2 separate regions of the Rattus norvegicus genome follow, and region 2 is linked to region 1. The links are chromatin contacts, called in public Hi-C maps. All regions are on one chromosome and are shown on one strand. The core of a region is the stretch at or near the end of the contact, and the rest is flanking DNA. Distances in the headings are between cores, read along the strand shown. Region 1 has its middle 33 kb from the start of Alg10. Region 2 holds the start of Cpne8 (copine 8).

Region 1 (3,179 bases), core at 219-2,718:
AACACAAGCCATTGGTAGCCATTGGTGTTAAAAAACTGAACACCATCCTACGCTAACACCGGCACCGTCAGGCCACATGGCATCTGTGGGGTATTTTCATCTCAGTCAGCCAGGATGCAAATATTTGTCAAAAGTGTCAAAGCATACACTGGGGTTGGGAGGGTATTCACCTAATTATATTGGCAAAATTAGTTACCCTGTAGAAGAATGAAGATTAAAAACCCATATCCCTGTCTCATCAATTCAAAGCGGACCAAAGGCCTTAATTTCAAACCTGAAGCATTGAAACTGGTAGAAGATAACATGAGGGAGCGACTTCGGGATGCAAGTGTGTGAGAGAACTTGTCTTTGGGATGCAGGTGAGCACCAGAACTTTCTAGACAACTGAGGTAGCTCAAGAAGGAGCACACTGAACTATGTGAAACTGAAAGGTTTACGCACAGCAAAGGAAAATGCAGGAGAGGAAACAGACAGCCTACACATGGAGAAAACGCTTGCCAGGAATCCTCCAGACAGAGGATTAATATCTAGAGAATATATTTTTAAACCACAAAAAAATTAATATCCCCCAGCTAGTCCATCAAAGAATGAAATGAATAGGTAGTTATTACAAGAAGAAATACAAATGATTGATAAATACATTAAAAGATGGTCTCCAGCCTTGTCCACCGGTGAAATGCCAACCAAAATGAAATGAGTGCACCCCGCCTTAACCAGGATGGCTATGAAGAAAAGATAAGAGCAACCATGGAAAAAGAAGTGGGGATAGAGGATCCCTCATGCATAGCCCAGGGAGGTTTATTAGCCACCATGGAAATCTGTGTAGCATTTTCTCAGAAAATGAACATTGTAACTACTATGTGACCACTGTCTGGGCCTGCAGCCAGAGGGTGCTGAGTCCCACCACAGAGACTGTGTTGTTCACAAGAAATCTCAATCAGCCTCCATATACATACGGATAATGGAAATGCGCTACATTTCTCTCTCTCTCTCTCTCTCTCTCTCACACACACACACACACACACACACACACACACACACACACACACACACAACGGGGTTTTATTTAGCCACATACGAAATTCTGAATCATCAGTGAAATGGATGGAACTGAAAAATGCGAGTGGGGAAACTCAGTCTCAGAAGGACGAACACCACACGTTCTTTCAAACATTTTGTTTTAGCTTCTTATACTTCGTATGCATAACTTTGTGGACATGAGAAAGGTGTGCGCCAGGAAATAAGAAATAGGTTCACGACGGGTGGTGGTGGGGATTACTTTCAGCAGAAAACATTTTATTTAGCAAATGTTATCTACCGACATTTAGGTGAGCATTTCCAAAGAGTGAACGTAAAGTTGTAATAATGCACTCTGGCCACTAGGTGGCAGTACATATCAAGGTTCTGCTCTCTCCATGGTCAGAGCCGGGCACTCTACCCTCAGTAATTCCCAGCTATCCCAGCGTTTTAGCTGTCACCTACCTAGTGAAAGCCCGCGGAAGCGTTCCACTTACTAGTCTCTTAAACACAGTGCCTCACATTCAAACCATGTCCAGAAGGGAAAGAATATTTGTTCCTAAGAAAACACCTCTACAATGATGCTATTCACTTAATAATGCCTCCCGGCGAAGGAGGGTGGCAGCAGCGGTGCGGATATGACCATATAGCCATATTTGTATGACAAGTCATTTCACACCATGATTTATGTGTGAAAACGCCACAGTGAAACCCATTTTTGTGTGCTAGCTAAATTAAAAAAAATAACGGCATGTTAATTTCTGCCAGCAGTCTACATGAAACATACATTTATATCTTTTCTCGTCCTGGTTTAAGTGTTAGAAATATTTGGAGAGGATTGTATATGTGAAACACATGGAGTTCCCGTTCAAACGGATGAGGAGAGTCCGGTGCTCTTTATGTCATGACTAAAGAGCTGGCTTTCACTCGTATCTTCTAACTGTATTCTACGTATTATAAAAAGGTAAAATGCATGCGTTTGACTGAACAGGTTTTCTTCACCAAGTAAAAAGAGTAAGATAGTGAAATGGTGATCCAGACAGTGAGGCCTGGATCCAGGATAGTTGTGAAATTTCATAAAAGAGCATACATGCATGACTAAGAGGGAGAAGCAGGAGTCAACCTACTGATCAATTAAAGGGAATGCAAATTCAGCTCACGGAGACAAGCCACTTCAATTAACAGAACATGGAGTCACCTGTGCGCTTGCATGCTGCCAAAAGGCCAGTTGCCTCGGAAAACTGATTTCCATTAACTCCTAAGTGGTGGACCCAGCCCAAGGTAATGTGTGGTAGGAGTTAGTGTCTGTTTGGCAAAGGGTCCAAGCACCAAGCTTCATAGCAGCATTCTCGACGTTTCTACAGTGAACTGGAACCAATCCGTATAGCCTCATGGGGGTAAGAAATAAATAAATTATAGTGCAGCTACCCAGTGTAATATTAAATAGTATTGAGGACAATGTGGGCTCAGGGAACATTGTAGAAGTGGGGCAAGAGGTTGTAAGAGTTAGAGGATCAGGGAATCTGCTGAGAGATTCAGTGTCCTAGAAATGACAGGAAGATTTACCTATGAGATTATAGCCGTGATCAAACAAGAATGAGACCGAACAAGGAAACACCTACGGAAGAGCTAACATAGAAGGAGAGAATCTCACGGGATTCCACCCCTTGAGAAAGAACCACAGGCAACTAAAGAATGCTGAGAGCAGGAGAATTAGTTCTCATCGAGGATGGACCCTTAATTCAGTACCCGATACCAAGCAGATAGCCCGGAAATCGCATATGTATCTGGTACTAACAGAATCCTTCTCTTTTTCAACCAATGCCCTCCCTGTAAGTGGAGCTATCGTTCAAGGCTAACCTGCGACTGATGAGCAGTTAATTGTCTTTTGCAGACTTGGGTCGGTCTTGGTAGCCTCACCAGACGGCTGCTGCAAAGGAGATCCTTCAGCCACGATGAGAAACTTTTAGAATAGGTAACTCTGGAGCTGGAACTTTTCCTGAGGTAGAAAGTAGAAGGCCCTTGACGTTTGGTTGGGTTCATTTTCAGTAACCCTGTGCTCACGCGCTTTCCCCTGAAGTCTAGAGCGGCTGCTACCTTTTTACCATTTGCCACTATTAGCCTGTGATCAGCATCATGAAGCAGTTTGATAGCTTGTAAGA
Region 2 (3,179 bases), core at 505-3,004, 420 kb after region 1:
TTACGAATTGACACAGGACTCTGCCAGGCAGCTGCTATCACAAGGAGCCTAGAGGAACATTAGAGGCAGTGACCCCAATAACGCAAGGGCTTGGGTCTGCTGTCATGAACACCACTGTAACTTTCACAGTCTGAGGTCAATCATATGTTGTCTAAGGGCTTTCCCCTACCAAAGGACATGGCCACTTGCGGGATGGATGCCAAACATGCATTTCCAAGAAACTTTAGTTTCAGGGCAGTGATTTTTCAACCTGTGGGTGGGCGACTCCTTTGCCAATCAAATAACCCTTTCGCAGGGGTCACCTACGACCATCAGGAAACACAGATGTTTATATTACTCTTTGTACCAGTAGCAAAAACACAGCTATTAAGCAGCAACAAGTATAATTTTAAGGTGGGGGCGGGGGAGGGGGTAGTGTCACAACATGGGGAACTGTATTAAATGGTCGAAGCATTAGCTGAGAACCAATGTTTAGAGGCTGAGGGGGTTAAACTTCAGGCTTTGTTTACAACAAAAATCACCCATGCTTTTTTAGAGTTACAAGGATCTTTCCTACAGAAAGACTGAGAACATTTGAGGGCATTTAAAAACACGGGAGCATAGAGTATGAGTGGGGTTTTTCAGTGAGAACGGTGGAAAGAAGTGTTCTAACGCGAAGTGGGCACCTGGGTACATGGAATGTAGTATCCTTAATAGAGCCGACCATCTAATTCCCCAAAACTGGGCCAGCACGGCTATTCTACCTGACTTACAGAGGATCTGGCCCAGTGAGCGTCAGGAAAGGGGAGTCTGAAATTGGCAGTCCTTGAGAGTTGCTGGAAGCATTCTAATGTTTGTCTACCGGCGGGCAGAAAATCAGTCGTGACTTCTCAATTCTTAGGTAAGCGTCTGCCAGAAAGACTGAACCTGGAACCGCTACCGGCCTAGGGCAAACGTCCCGGAAGGGTGTAGGGTAAGGGAGCTAGACGGTTCCAGGAAGTGGGTGGGGAGGAGGAAACTGTGGAACTGGAGCAGAGCCCACCGCCAGGCTTCCCAGACGCCCAGCGGAGGGAGTCCCGGGCCAAAGTGCGTAGCATCACACACGCTTTTGGCAGGGCTGACCCTTCTGTTCCCGTCATCACTGAACCTCTGGCCCTGATTGCGGTCGTTTAAAGTAAATAAATAATTTTTAAAAGGTTGCAAAGTGGGCGGCGGCTAGGGTTTCTGTAGCTGAGTCACAGCTTTGCCAACTTTCACAACGTTTCCCAGAGAGAAAGCAAAAAGACGCAGTCCCAAAGCCCACCACTCTCGTCCCCAACTCTGTGTCATTTGACCCGGGGTGGAGGTTGGGAGGGGGTGGGGTAACGTCAGTCAGTACCACAAGGAGGGTATCCCCACTCAGCAAGCAACTTCTCACCAGTGGTACTGGGAGCGCCAGTCAAGTGCCACCAAGCCCGGATAGAAGGAAGAAAAAAAAAAAAAAAAAAAAAAAAAAGAGCCGCGTCCTCACCTGCAGGACACCGACACCTCCACGCGTGTGGCAGGGATGGCCGCACTCAGCTGGTTCAAGTCCCCGATGCCCGTGGCGCTGGTGTAGCGGCTGTCCATCTCGAGCGGAGGCGCAGAGCACTTGTCCCGAGCCCACATCCAAGCTGCGGCGGGCTGAGCGCTGCTCGGAGCCGAGCTCCGCACCGACGGGAAGGGGTGAGGGTGGAGGCAGAGGAAGGAGGCGGAGGCGGCGCGGGAAGGGGAGGGAAGAGGCGGACCTCGTCGCGAATCCCGCGACCGAGTCAGTCCTGGCCAAACCGCCACGGTCTCCCAAGTGGCTCTCCCGGCTGCTCCCTCTCCGGGGCAGCCCTCGGGCTATGACTGGGTTTGCAGCTCCGAGGCTCTGGGCGTAGGGCGCAGCGACCGTAGGTGACCCGTACAGACCCCGCGCCGTCTAGTGGGAGAGCCCGGGGCGCTGGCGATTGACCCCGATCCCCGCTGATAGGTCTCCCACTTCGGGCCAAAGGACTAATGGGGTGGTGGGGCAAGAGATGCCACCAGCCTTTGGCTCCAGGGGCAGAGGGGCGTGCCAATATTTGGGGCCAGCTCGGGCGGAGTAGACGCTGTTGGGACAATCGCTGCGTTATAAGAGAGGAGGCTTCAAAGCGTCAGCCATCTCCTGCAACTTGAGACTTTTAGGCGAGGGTCCCCTTAAGGCAAGATCGGTGCCTCGTAACGCACTTTCCAAAAGGGGGGGATTTCTGAGGCCCGGGAGGTCGTAACCTTATAATCTAGCTCCTTCTCCCCAGGTCTGCTCCTCAAGTCCTGAAAGCTGGGCAGCCTAAAGCGTATGCGCAGCTCGGGTGACCGCGGAGTTTGGCAAGCAGATCCCGGGCGGCGCGACTGGGAGTGGGCAAGGCACGGGGCGCCGCAGCAGCCTGCTGGGCAACCCCCACTTTCCTGCGCACACCTGACCCAAGGCGTCACTGCGGGTCCTTTGGCGATGGCCGCCAGGGGGCGATGGAGAGCGGAGCGCCTAGCCTCGGGAGGGAGCGTTGCTGACTTTAGTCCTAGCTCACCTGGAGAATCAAGGACTTATTACTGGTCTCTCAGGTGACATTTTAACACTTGGAGCCACCCCCTTAAAGAATCTGTGTTGCTGCAGGGGGAAAAGAGTGTAGATGCTTGTCGCTCTAAACATTTGAATCACTTTGGTCTTGTTTTCTTTCCCTGGTCGCCCCGTCCTCCACTCATCACCCCTCAAATCCACCAATTCTGATTTTCTTTCTCTTTCCTCTGTCACAAATTAAACTGCAGTTGATGACTAGAATGTTCCCTCAAACTCTCTTATTGATGCCTGAAATGGACAAGATCTAGAGGGGTTTTTTTTGTTTGTTTGTTTTGGTTTGGTTTTTTGTTTTTTGTTTTTTGTTTTTTTTTTTTTAGTTAACTAGAATTTTTATTTTGCAGGCACCTGCTGAAGTTCTAAATAAAAGGTAAGGACGTTAGTGTTCCACCCAAAGGACTCCTCCTAATTTTCCACCTTATCGAGGCCCATATCTGTACGTATCTTAATGCGTTTATTTACATGGACAACAGCATGCAGGTATTTAAAGTGTGTCCTCAGTATCCACCTGCTAAGCCACATCAAAATAATAAACCATTCCCTCGCCCAAAAAGCTTCTTGTGTCTCTTGTAATCAACCCCTACTT

The links. Hi-C and Micro-C count contacts between places; a contact is called where the count stands out from the background.
Region 2: a contact with region 1 is called in a Hi-C map of Schwann cells, with 8 times the contacts expected there. The contact joins the promoter of Cpne8 here to the enhancer-like site in region 1. A contact is called at or near these places in 4 of 12 Hi-C or Micro-C datasets (Schwann cells, frontal cortex, hepatocytes and 1 more).

Annotation. Positions count from the first base shown.
Region 1 is chr7:123,246,108-123,249,286 of GRCr8, forward strand. No RefSeq gene overlaps it. Among named protein-coding and RNA genes, the nearest start is that of Alg10, 33 kb to the left of the region's middle. Within about 2 kb of position 1,469, at least 21 of the 93 cell types and tissues checked have an H3K27ac peak or open chromatin away from gene starts, as enhancers often do. A contact at or near this core is called in Schwann cells, where this site is marked.
Region 2 is chr7:123,667,306-123,670,484 of GRCr8, forward strand. Cpne8 (copine 8) reads right to left here and starts at 1,755. Exons shown (of 20, transcript NM_001108750.1): 1 at 1,490-1,755. The coding sequence starts at 1,626. It overlaps LOC134479767 (a long non-coding RNA gene), which reads left to right and starts at 1,549. Exons shown (of 2, transcript XR_010053469.1): 1 at 1,549-1,683; 2 at 2,277-2,794.